2 separate regions of the Columba livia genome follow, and region 2 is linked to region 1. Evidence: chromatin contacts called from public Hi-C data. All regions are on one chromosome and are shown on one strand. Each heading gives the region's core, a stretch centred on a gene start, on an enhancer-like site or on the middle of the called end of the contact. The rest is flanking DNA. Distances are from core to core; before and after follow the strand shown.

The links. A called contact is a pair of places that touch in the nucleus more often than the background predicts.
Region 2: a Hi-C map of liver shows a contact between it and region 1, with 2.5 times the contacts expected there. The contact joins the promoter of PDGFRA here to the enhancer-like site in region 1. A contact is called at or near these places in 2 of 2 Hi-C or Micro-C datasets (crop and liver).

What each region holds. Positions count from the first base shown.
Region 1 is chr4:28,576,276-28,582,502 of bColLiv1.pat.W.v2, reverse strand. The region is part of intron 4 of SCFD2 (sec1 family domain containing 2); the gene reads left to right. Among named protein-coding and RNA genes, the nearest start is that of SCFD2, 74 kb to the left of the region's middle. Within about 2 kb of position 2,507, at least 2 of the 3 cell types and tissues checked have an H3K27ac peak away from gene starts, as active enhancers do.
Region 2 is chr4:29,024,421-29,030,647 of bColLiv1.pat.W.v2, reverse strand. PDGFRA (platelet derived growth factor receptor alpha) reads right to left here and starts at 3,705. Exons shown (of 23, transcript XM_065060899.1): 1 at 3,413-3,705. It overlaps LOC135579349 (a long non-coding RNA gene), which reads left to right and starts at 2,254. Exons shown (of 2, transcript XR_010472217.1): 1 at 2,254-2,730; 2 at 3,972-6,227.

The DNA of each region.
Region 1 (6,227 bases), core at 1,258-3,757:
TTTTTCTGGCTGTGTTGGCAGAAGTCTCAGTGTGCGGATAGATGTTTATCCTTTTATACGTGATCATGTTCATGTAATCATTCTTGCCAAAAAGCGGAGACTTAAATGCAGAGGATTTTGAGACAGACAGTGTAGATTTTGTGGATGTGGGGGTTTTGACAGTAGTTTGTGAGACCCTTCCCAGCCATCAGTGCACGAGTGCTTGGATGTGAGAAGTGTGGGCTTGGTGGCAGCGCTCTGCTGTTGTCAAGGGAGGGAAACACCGCTGCCGTGCACTAGGGCCATACGGCCCTTTCAGGGCCATGATGTCCCTTGAAAGCACATACAGTAAAGGTTCAGTGTAATGTGTCATTCTGGGGTCTGTTGCTTCAATTCTGTTTTCCTAAAACACACAGATTTCTCAAGTGGTTGGACACTGAGATTTAAAAGCCTTGTCATGGTATTTTTAGGTGAGAATGGTGGCCAGTGAAATCTGTGACCTAATTTAGGGATGAGAACTAGTGGAGTGATCCCTTAGGACCAGTTCTGGGGTATTTTGCAGTTGCCTCGGTATTTGCTAGTCTGTGCTGCAAAGAAGGGCTAAGAAAAGAAAACGGCTGTGCTGCGTCCAAGGAAAGCTGCTTACTGCTCAAAGCCAGGTCAGCTCTTGCAAATCCCGTTAATACCTGGATCTCAGGATGCAGAGCAAGCTTCAACATCCCAGTGATTCCCAAAAATTCCTAAATGAAGAAATTACTTTTCTCATTGTTTTGCCATTGCCATCATCAAAGTTGCCTTTGCTGTTACCTAGTAGTTATCCTCATGCTGAATGTTTTGCTCTTTTTTTGAATTCAGCATCCCTCTGTGCAATTTAAGATGAGGATTTGCCCCTCTTACCAGGATTTCGATAGCTCCATGCCAAAAGTTAGTTGATTCATGTATTTGGCAGATAAGACTGTACAGGTTCTGGAAGATTAGTTGAGTAATGAGTGTAACCTTCAGGCATCTTCCATGAATTCAGTCTTTCAGATGAAGTGTAAGATATGGTTGTTGCTATAGTAATAAAAAAGAATTTAGTTTTTTTTTTTTTCTTTGTAGAAGCATTAAGAAGAATATGGGGTAACTGAGAGATTTTAGAAAAAAAAATCTTATGATTGTTTCTTATTATGGTAACAGCAAATATGTATTCCCCATGTCCTTCTGCTTATCAATGTGTACCAAAAGGTTGCAAGTTTTAAAAAATTGCTAGGCTAGTTAAAGAATCATTCTTCTTGTTCCTCTCATATCCTCCGGGAATCGGGTACTGGGAAGAAAGATTCCAGGAGCCAGTTCTCCTGCAGAAATGAGGAATATGGATCACTGCTTTTGGAGTATTTGTCCACTAAGTGGGCTGGTTTGAGTGTCAAGATCTGGCAAAGAAATTTAGCTGGCTTCCCTAAGGGGAGTGAAAGCCATGGAAGGCAGGGAATATATTCTAAGTAGCTTCATTCTCCTTTTCTAGCGCTTCTGCCAAGGATCACCTAAGCCCTCAGAAAAGCTCTGCTAAGTAGACGAAAACTGTTGCACTTAACGTATACATTTGCCTTTAGTGGCTAATGGAATATTTGTGCCATATATTCACATCATCTTTCATTTCAGACATGAAATGTATAGCGACTTCTGTTTTTTCTTGGAGTTCAGTTTGTCAGAGAAACATCTGGTTTATGTAAATGAGGAAAGAATTTGGTCTGCGAGAAGATGGTTGCAAAATAGTATCTATATGGTAAAATAGTATCTATATGGTAAAATAGTTTGTATATCGCTCCATCAGTAATTCAGCTACATTTTGTAAAAGTAAGCTGGCCCTTTTTCAGTGTTCAGTGTTAATGGAGTTGTTTTCGTCCTGCGAATTAAAAAAAAAAGAAGTAAAATATAAAAAGAGAAAGAAGGGTGCTGGCACTAGTGAAACAGCAGCATGTCCGTGCTGATCGGTGTTTGCTGCAGGCGGCGGAGCTGCAGCCGGGATCGCTTTCCCGCCGGCGCGTCCCGGCCCGCGCTGCAACACCGCCCCCTGCTGGGCCCCGCCGCGCCCTACAGGGCCACGGCGCGCCCGGCCCGGCCCCAATGGGGCAACGGGGACAGCCCGGGGGCTCGAAAAATCACGGAATGTTAGGGATTGGAAGGAAGGGACCTCGAAAGATCATCTAGTCTAATCCCCCTGCCGGAGCAGGAACACCTAGATGAGGTTACACAGGAGGGCGTCCAGGCGGGATTTGAATGTCTCCAGAGTAGGAGGCTCCACAACCTCCCTGGGCAGCCTGTTCCGGTGCTCCATCACCCTCACTGAGAAGTTTCTTCTCATATTTAAGTGGAACCTCCTGTGTTCGGGAGGCTCAACTCCTTTCACATTGTGTGGGAGAGGAATGGTGCTGCTTCGGGCTGGGCCATAACCCATGGGTTTGTTTCTGTCCCACTCTTTCGCGTGTTTAGGAACAGTTGCACATCCTGGGATCTGGCATGTTGATGTCCGGAGAGCTCTACAGGCTGCCCTTCTTTCTTTTGCTTAAAGCAAGCTGAATAAATTCCCTTAATAATAACCTTAATAAATTCAAAGCGCTGCTAAGCACGGAAAAACAGTTCTTGTGTCAAAGTTTATTTATTTATTTATTAATCTGTTTCTGACTCAGTCATGTTTTATTAAAATTATTTCAGTGGCATTTCTGTTGCATGTTTTCCGATGTGGAAAAACAAGTCGAAACCTACTTATCGCATGAATCATTGTTAAAGTCAGCAGTAGTCCTCTGTGTAAAATCTGCAGTAAAAGCCGGGAGGATGGGGATTAAACCTGGAGCACATTAAATTAGTTCCAGTCTATCCCGAGCAGGCTCAGCATTGCTTGCTTAGGCAGGCAAAACGGAAACAGGCAGTTTATAACAAGGCTGGTTTAAAAACTGTGGGGTTCATTTGAAAAAGATTTATATCCCCCACTTAGATAAACATTACAAATGTGGGCTGCAAGCAGGAGGCAAATCTTTATCGAAATCTCTTTAAGAGCTTTTTCATTGTGAATAAAATGGACAGCATGTACACTTGTTTGAAGATTTGCCAATATTTACACAATAATCTTTTCTCAGTGCTCTGACTAATTAAAATACGGCTCGGGGTAGAACAGTGAGACCACCAACCAGTAATTTGTTGGGATCTGACAAAAGTGGTGATGACTGAGGTGGTGGAAGGAAATTATTTGGACACAGGAGAAAAGATTGTCCTGAGACTTGTCTAGGTTTTCTGTAATCGTTATTAAAAAAAATAATAATTATTTTAAAAAGTAAGATTTTTAAAGAGAAAACAACTATTTCTAGATTTATCTCCACCCACTCCCCCTTCCCTGGTGGATGCTGCCGTTCTTAAACAGTAGCACAGAAATTTTGTGGGTTTTGTGATCTTTGCTAGGGCCTGCAACACTGTCTGCTGGGAAGGTTGGAATGTTTGCTTCAGGAAAACTAAGAGTAGTCTGGGACGTGAGGGTCCCAGCTGATGAATGGAGCAGCTACTCACATTTTAATGTTTGGGGGTAACTTAATTGTGATTATGTTATTTTGAAAGTCTGTTTTTTGAAAGGATTAAACATACATTAGTGCAGTAAAGAATCTATTTTTATGGGTAGTATTCACACAATTTTATTTCTAGCTGTTGCAATACAGTTTTACTTTGTTTATTTAGGCTACATGTTATAAGAATTGTTCAGATCCTGGATTTAACAGAAAGTGCTTTTCATATTTCATTTTGATGTTAATAAACAGTGTCTGAAAGAACTTTATAATACTATTCTGCCTTCCAAAATGGGATCCAAGTCTCAGACAAATGACTTGAAGTATTTTATGAGTTTTAATATATAACCAAGATCCTCTGGATTCTCTCATTCAAACTATGGTTTTTCATACCCCTTCTTTTTGTTGCCTTGGTGTCTTCATGCGGAATATCTCTCATGCCTCAAACATCTGATTCTCGTGGACTGGTAGATGGCTTGATAGAAAAGCAGGACCTTCCTGTGCTGTGGAGGGGGTGAGGCATTTTCTAGTAGCTGCCAAAAAAGAAATTAATATTTTTCTGCTGTTATAGTGGTACGTGTACACTGCAGAAGTCATGTACAGTAGAGACTGGAGACACTCCAACCCTGAGGTGTGGGGAGACAGATAAGAAGAACAGAAACTATAGCAAAGCACTGTCTTTTCCCTCTTGCAAGAGATTAGTGCAAATAGCAATGGTGAGGTAGATAGACCTACCCCATCCTGACTTTTGTAAAGGAAGCCAGGTAATACTGAGCTCCATCCCTTGACAGCCTGATGACTGTTGACACTCAAACTAAATAGGCAATGGTGGGCTCAGAATGTGCCTGTGCTGTACCATGACTGGCGGCCTATGCAGGGGCTGCGAAGGAAATTATTTGCTGCACTGAACATTATTCCTCGTACCTGGCACTCAGCATCAGGCTACCAGAGCAGCTGAGTTAACGCTTGGTAGCATGAGGAAGCTGCTCACAGGTGGAGAAAAGTGAGAAGCTCGCAGCTGGACCTGGAGCTGGGCATCGGGCTGCAGAGTGTCAGCCTGGTGCCAGACCACAGGGCCGTAGTTCCTCTCTCTCCTATCGAAATGGGGAATGAGAGAATATATCTGCACCTCAATCTCTAGCATGTACAACTGAAGTTGGGAGGGGTTTTTTGGTTTGCTGGATTTGGGTATTTTGAGTGGATTTTTTTGTTGTTGTTTGCTTGTTTGTATTTAATTTGGTTTGGGCTTTTTTTTGTGTGTTGTTTTTGTTTTTAATATTGCACGTAGGGCCATTTTTTTTTTGCTGTTGCTGAAATCTGAAGTGCAAGTGTTGTAACTCAGCACATTTTGGTAGCCTTCTGTGTTTTTTGTTTTTGTTTTTGTTTTTGGTTTTTTTTAAAGTTAATATAAAGGTAGCTTAGGACAGGTCTGGGCTTATCTTTAAGGCTGGGTTGTTTTTTTCTAGTTAAAATGGCATGGAATATCCATTTCCCCAGATCCTCAGATTGAAACTTGAACATAAGAAGTCCTTTCTGCATGAAGCAACTAGGACATATATATGAAAGTAACTGAAAACTTCTGAAGTCCTGAAGTGTTTGGAATGACATGCATGATTTAAGTGTTTTTAGATATTGGGACCAGATGTCCTGTGCTGCACTCGCTCCCTTTGCACAAATGTGATATCATGAGGGATAGTTATGCTGACTCAGACATTGGGCTGAGTGGGAGGGAAATCCCATGGGGACAGAAAGCCGGGATTGTTTTTCTAGTTGTAGCTCGTGCTGACCAAACAGCTGGGGAGGAGTTGTGGCAGGAGCAATCCCTGGCAGCCAGGATGCCCTCACATGGCCCTTGCAGCTGTTGGTGGGAGAGCAGCTCGATGTCTTCTCCACGCAGAGCAAGGATCCAGCTGCAAAACCACTGCCAGTGCCACCCAGCACAGCCTGGCTCAGTGGGAGAGACGATGGGAGCACTGAAAGGAGCCAAAAGAGGAGAGGACTTGCCGCATGCCAGCCGCAGGAAAGGCACGTGGGCTAAGGGCCATGGAGAATCACAACTGAGAAGCAGATGTTTGGTATACTTTTTAGTAACCATCATCCTAGAAGGTCATAGACCCATGCACAGGCGTGCCCAGCCTGGAGTGTGCAGTCTGTTCACCACCCTATGGGAATTCCAGTGTTGAGGATTCCTGCTTCGTTAAGGAGCTGAAGGAACAGCTCATGAGCTCATGAGTTAAACTGTGCTCAAAGAAAGAACTGTCAGCTTCTAGAGCAAGAAAAGGTTTCCAGGATGGGATGAGAAGATTAAAAGAAAGGGATTTCAGAAGTTTTTCACTGAAGCACTATCACAGTGGAAAAATAATTACCATTTTGCCCATTCGTAAATTTCGCTCAATGTTTTATGTTAAACGTATGATCAGCAGTCATTGCGGCTGCTATTCTTGCACATTTATGGGGAAAAGTCATATATCCTTTACTTTGAAGTATCATTGTTTTTTCTGCCATCCACTGCTCTCCAAAAGATGATAACCTGGTTACTTTTTAATGGCAGTGGAAAGTTGGATGGGAAAATTAAGGTTTTAACCTGATGCATTTCACAGAATGTAATGAGGTGTAGTTGTATACTTACGGTTGTTTTATTCTTCCCAATATGAAAAAGGGAAGTAAAGTGTTCTTCCGTGTGCAAATTATGCCAGTGAAGACATCCTGTCAATTAAA
Region 2 (6,227 bases), core at 2,456-4,955, 450 kb before region 1:
GGTTTCACTGGGAAAAGGCACAAAGGACAAAAGAAAATTTATTCAGTGCAGAAGACTGGCACAAATGTCCTCCTAAAATGAAGCTTGTTCCACAGTCGTTTACAAGTATTTGCATCCAGCATAGCCTGTATGCAAGAATAACTACATACCACAACTAGCCCAGTGCTGGGCTCCTGCAGAGCACTTCAGGCTCTGCAGGACACACGGTGATGGCTGCTGCCCGACAAGCCTTCCAGTCAGGCCTGATTCTCTAGCCAAACCTTCAAGGACAGACTCCACCAGTCAAGGAGCTAAAGGTGGAGGGAAATTTGCAAAGTTTAACTTTTCTCACTTAGTCCAAAGAGGACTTTCCAGACTGTCTCAGCAAACAGACAAGTATTCCATCTCACTTAAGTTCTCAGGATCAAACCAAAGAACACCTCAGACTCAAGCTCAAGTGCTCAGAAGCATTGCATGGAAAAACCAATCCATCTCTGTTGACCACAAGAGCTAGAAAGCCTAGCTGTTGCAAACTTTTCCCTTGGGTGTGCATGCAAAGCTTTATTGGCTTAAAAGAGATGAGTCAAGCAGGAGCTCAAGGCAAGAGGGAGAGAAAGGATTATTTGCTTACTTGCTTGCTTTTTTAAAATTACCAGCAATTCTTGCCACCACCAGAAAAAAATAACCTCTCAGAACTCATTCCCTGGTCTTTAAAACAAATGAAGCAAACATATTCTATTAAAATTTGCACAGTTCATGCACAGAAGCAGTGCCATTGTGGCCACAATGACCTAAGGATGCAAGCGAGGCAAGGAGTGTACAAGGTTATACGTTTCACCCTCATTTTTAGACCAACTGGTATAGCTGGAAATAACCAGTGAGGTCTGGGGTATGCAAGGATTTTTCTGCCTATATACATTGTACTCAAATCCTAACTTGGTACTGTAGTACTGTAGAGTGGTATTTTATTAAACTATTTATTACTTCCTGCTCTCTTGAAACCTAATACCTATGTATTATTCTCACAGCTGCACGAAGATTTCCCATACATCAATGAGCAAGTAACAGTGAAGATGGCCCCAGTACCCAATGGTAGCCAGACTGGCACATCTCCGGCCCCTTGCTGCCTGGAGAAGACTATTAGAACAAGGGGTCTCATTTTAAAGCGGTGGGAGAGCGCCTGCAGGCTGGGAGAGCTGGTTTGCTTGTGGACTCCTAAACCCCAGGGCTTCGTGCAGTCTCATTTTCCTTCAAAGTTTTGGCTTTGAGGTTGCTTAAACCACTGTTTAGCTGAGGGCCTTTTCAAAATGCTCTTTGTTAACTAGAAGCTAAAACCAAAGTCCCTTGCTGAGAGATCTTTCCCTAATGTTTCCAGACCCAGAGTTAAAAGTTGGATCTCAGCAGTTCAGATTTTGATCAGCCGATGACAGAGGAACCTTTGATGCTTGTCTCCTTGTTTTGATCCCATCTCTTGTGCCATCCAGGGACATGGAGTTAAGGCAACCAAACTGGGAGCCCAGCTGGGCTCTGTATCGGCCCTGGGAGATGCTGAGGGCATAAAAAGCCTCCCCTTCCCTCTGGTGCGCCCCGTCGGGGAGATGGTGGACAGTCTACAGCCAGCAGGAATGGGGATGAGAAGGATGGGGAGGGTTACGTTTACACTCTCGAGTCCACATCAGCCTGCGGGGGCTTTCCAGAGACTGCCTGCCTGCGGGGAGCCCGGGCAGCAGCCCCCAGGGAGTGAAGCAGCAGCGCTGCCGTGGCTGCCCCTCCATCCGCGGCCTCTCGGCGGAGCCCGACGGCTGGAGCTGCTGTTGATCAAAGGCTGCCCGGGACACCGAGCAAACCTAGCAGAGATGGCAACTCCCAGCCACTCCGCTGTTTGTCTGGGAAACAATAGGAAAGCCTTTGCCAAGCTGGAGCGATTTTTTTTTTTTTTTTTTTCCTAATGCGAGGTAGCCAGGAGAAAGAAAAGTGGGGTAAGGGGGACGGAGAGGAGCAGAGCAAAACCGTGTTCCCCTCCGGGACTGGCTAATTCTGCTGGCGCTGCTACCCGCGGGTTTCTTCTCCAGCCCTCTCCATCAGGCGAGGCATGGACCCTGAGGGCGCGGGATCTGGAAGAGGAGGCGGGAGTCTCGGCGGGGGGACCAGGCGTTGTGCCCTGGCTCTAAGCTGTGGGACCAAGGGAGGGCGACATGCCCTCAGCCCTGAGAACGGGTCCATCGGTCCCCATTTGGACCGAGGTGATGCCCTGTCCGTCCCGGGTGCGCACCTTTGGGCCTCGGAGGAGCGCCAGAGAGATGGAGCGTCTAAAAAGACCTCGCTGAAAATGCCGTCGAGGGGTGGCGGAAACCTGTCCCCCGCGCGGGGGGCAGCCTCCTGCCGGGGTGCGGGCAAGCCCCGGGGCTGCTGCTGCCTCGCTAGGTCTGTCGATGCTGGCTCCAGAAAAAGCTGTCCAAGTCCTGTTCTCTGGAACGGCTCCTGTGGGATCCGCGTCCAAAAATGTTGAGCAACACCGCAGACAGCCAAAAAGCCATTTCCTACTTGCTCCTAGGACTTTTCCAGGGGACTCCAGCCTGGCAGAGGCTGGCAAGTTTGCAGTCTTTGCGCTTGACAAAAATCCAAACGGTGGCCGCGAAGATTTTGCCCACCCTCAGGGTAGGAGGCGGTGGGCTCCAGCAGTCCATCGGGGCGTGCGGCAGAGCTGGCGTTCCCGTTACGAGAGAAGGCTGTAAACTGGAAAGGCTCCAGGTACCAGTCCTGCCTAAATGCAGCATCTTCCCTTCCTCTGAGACACGTAAAAAAAAAAGACGGGGCGCGCAGAGATGGAGATCGGGCTGCTTGCGGGGAGGTTTGTGTGCGTGCCCCTTCCCGAGATCTCGGAGCATTTCAGGCTACCCGGGCAGGGGGAGTGAGGTGGGAAAGGGAATTCGAAGAGAGCAAGGTGGTGAAAAACAAAGGGTGGGGGAAGGGACGGGAGAGTAGCGGGGTGAAGGCAGCAAGGGATGCGAGAAGAGCGGGAGCGGCTGAGCGCGACCCTACCTTACTTTGTCGGAGCGTGTCTCCCCGTCCCCGCGGGCGGGCACCGCCGCTTCCCGCAGAGCCCCAGCGAGTCGCTCCCTCCCCCGCGGCAGGAATGCGGCGCGGTGGCCCCCGCCATCCCAATATGTTTGTCATTAGCGCTGCCCGCGCTGCTCGCCGCCGCGCCCCGACGGTACGCGGAGCGCCGGCTCTCCGTTTCCCTCCGAGGGGACTACTAGCGCCCGCCGCCGCCTGCGCCCAGCGGGACGGAGCCCCACGCCCGGCTCAAAGCATTGAGGGGGGGAAATAAAATAAATTTAAAAAAATACAGTGGAGAGGGAAAGAAGAAGAAAATAGAGGAAGAAAAAGTGAAAAAAAAAAAAAATGAAAAGGTAGAGAAACTGCCACTCACATCTTACCTTCTCCTTTATAATTCACAGCCCCACTCCTGCAGATTGTAAAATATCCAAAATATGTCCACGTCTTTCGTGACTTTCCCCACTCAGCCGCGCTCCTTCCCTCCCGCTCGCCCTCCCTCCAGATCCGACTGTAATGGTCTCACAAACCGCGTCCCGTAATTGATTCAATGTTATAGTCCATCCTTCCAAAACTAATCATTTGCTTTAAGTAAATAGCTGTCAGGAAATGAAGCCCCCCTCCGGCCCCTTCAGAATAAGAGCCGCCCTGGCTCACCCGGCGCCCCCAGCCCCGCGGCCGGAGGCGGGCGCGCCGGCGGGAGGCTCTTACGCAGGCAGGGGGGCCAATCTCTGCCTCCAGATTTCACCAGCCTTGCAGGGGAGGGGGGAGGTTAGCCATATGGCAGGGGCGAGGGGGAGGAAAGGGGAGAGTTTTGCACTGCAGGGGGAGAAAGGAAAAAAAAAAAAAAAACAACACCAAACCCAAAAAACTTTCATGAAAACTCCGAATGCTCCCGATTTCATGAATGAGCCTTCCCTCCTCAAACCCTCTAGGACAGTGGGTCGTGCGCCGGGCTCAGTGTTCACGGTCACAGTGTGAGTTTATGGACGGGGAGTTTGATCTGGAAACGAATTTGCGGCTTCCTCATGTCCTTTGTACACCACTGATCTTGGGCTTGGGCTAGAGAGCTGGATGAACGGCCGAGAGCCAGCCAGGAGCAGGAGGCACTGAGAAAGGGGGAGAGACGAATCACTAACTTTTAGGAATGAAAGACACAACGAAAGGTAACCTTCGACACGACTCAGCCCCCCCAAACCCCGCTGCTCCGCCGGCACCGGGAAAGCTCTTCTGTTCCTCTCTGCCTTTGCTTTGCTCAGCGCAAAAAAGAACCCAGTAATAACCAAGACAGAGGGCACGGCGAGGGCCGGAGGTGCCTGCGGAGGCGAGGGCAGCGCACGTCCGAGGCCGTCCTGTTTGAACACGCTCCAGACGGAGCTTTGATCCCCGCTGGGGAGCAAGCACCGGGTATCTCTGCTTTGTTGGCCGTCGCTATCTGTTGGCGATAAGGGGTGGCCGGGGGAGCTGCCCTCGCAGCCCTTCTGCTGCAGGCTCTGTGCGGAAAGCGGTCGGCGGGGCGATGCGGCGGCCGCGGGAGAGGGGGCACTGCAGCCCCAGGAAAGGCTCAGAGCGGGAGGCCCTGCCCGCCTGTCTCCCTGCCTGCCCGCCTGCCTCCTGGGGAGGGCACCGGCCCCGGAGCTGCGCCTCGGGGCTTCTCCGGCTTCCTCTCCTCCCAAGTCTGGCCCTCCTTCCCCCGACCCCTCGTCCTTTGCACGTCTTTATTATTTCTAGTATTAAACAAAAGAAATTTGTCCTCGAAGTCAAGCGGCAGGATCCGATGTTTTTTCTCTCTCTTAAACGAAGCTGAATTAAGCCTCTGAAGCAAAGATGCCCCGAAGAGAATGGGGGCAGAAAGTAAAACCGTCTCCCGTGAAAAACGCGCTCAGGCTGAGGTGCCCCGGGCTGGGCTCGCAGGGTCCCCGGCGGAGCTCCCAGCCCTTTGCACGCCCTCCACTAGTGCATCCTCGGCTCTGGTGAGTGCACGGCTCAGCTATTGCTTCCACATGTTCCTCCAGGAAATCATCGGAGTCGGAGCTGTGAGCAGCCCCTGGTCGGAATGCTTGCGAATAAACAACAGGCTCCCAGTGAGCCAAAAGCATGCCCCCCCCCAAAAAAAAAAAAATATAAAGGTGGGAGGGGAAGAAACAAACAAACAAACAACCCTGCACCCTGGAACTCTCTACCTGGGCAGTGGGGGCGAGCACAGCCAGCAACCTGAACCCCTTAATTTGTGGAGGGCAAGGTCCTCTCATGACTTGGGTCAGAGTTGCAGGCTCTCATAGATTTAGGGCCCACGAAGACGTGCGGTTCAGACTGGCGGCAAATAACTGCCTGGGAGCTCGGAGGCGATCCAGCCCTGCCAGGCTCGGGGCGTGATTTACCGGCGTGAACGTATCTGTTTTAACGTGCGAGGTGGTGGCGGTGATTCTTGGCGAAGTACCGTCAGGATGGGATGTAATGCGAGAGTTACTCTTACGAAAAGAAAGGAGCAAAAGGAAGAGGAGGAGGCGCCTTCTGGTTGCAATTACCTGCCTCATTTGAATAATGTCTTTGTCATGATCATTATCGAGCGGTTGTTAACGGCTTCCACGTGGGATCTCACAAGACTCGGCGAAAAACAAAAATTGCAAATTGGGGCACTGGCAAAGCTGCCGGCCCGGCCAGGCTGGCGCTGCGGGCGGGGAGCCCGACGGCCTCTGCGGGGGCAGGGACGGTGGTATCGCCGTCGCCTCAGGGCCTCTCCGGGGAGCAGTGACACTTTCCCCGACGTGGCTTCACCCTTCCCCAAGCAAAGGACCGGGCCGCGCTGTCCCCACACTCGCCGCACCGGGGAGAGACCGCACGGCCCGGGACGGGCAGCTGCTGGGCCGATCCCTCTCCGAAATGCCGGCGGTGCCTATGGATTGGTCCCGCGCAGAGGAGATGGTAGTTAAAATAAACCCTCCAGGACGGCTCCTGAGCTCTACCCCCCGCCCCGTGCGGCTCAGGGGGGTCCTGTCCAGGGAGGAGCGGGAGACTTGGGGTTAGCGAGAGGACAGGCTGGGGGTGGGGGGATTTGCACCACTGCAGCCCCCTCTCCTCGCCCCTCTCCTCCCGCCTTCCCCTCCCCCGAAAGGCTGGAGCATAAGGCATCCCGCTAGCGTGTGTTTATGCGGCAACAGATGGAAGCTGCACATCTTAAACAAAACTGC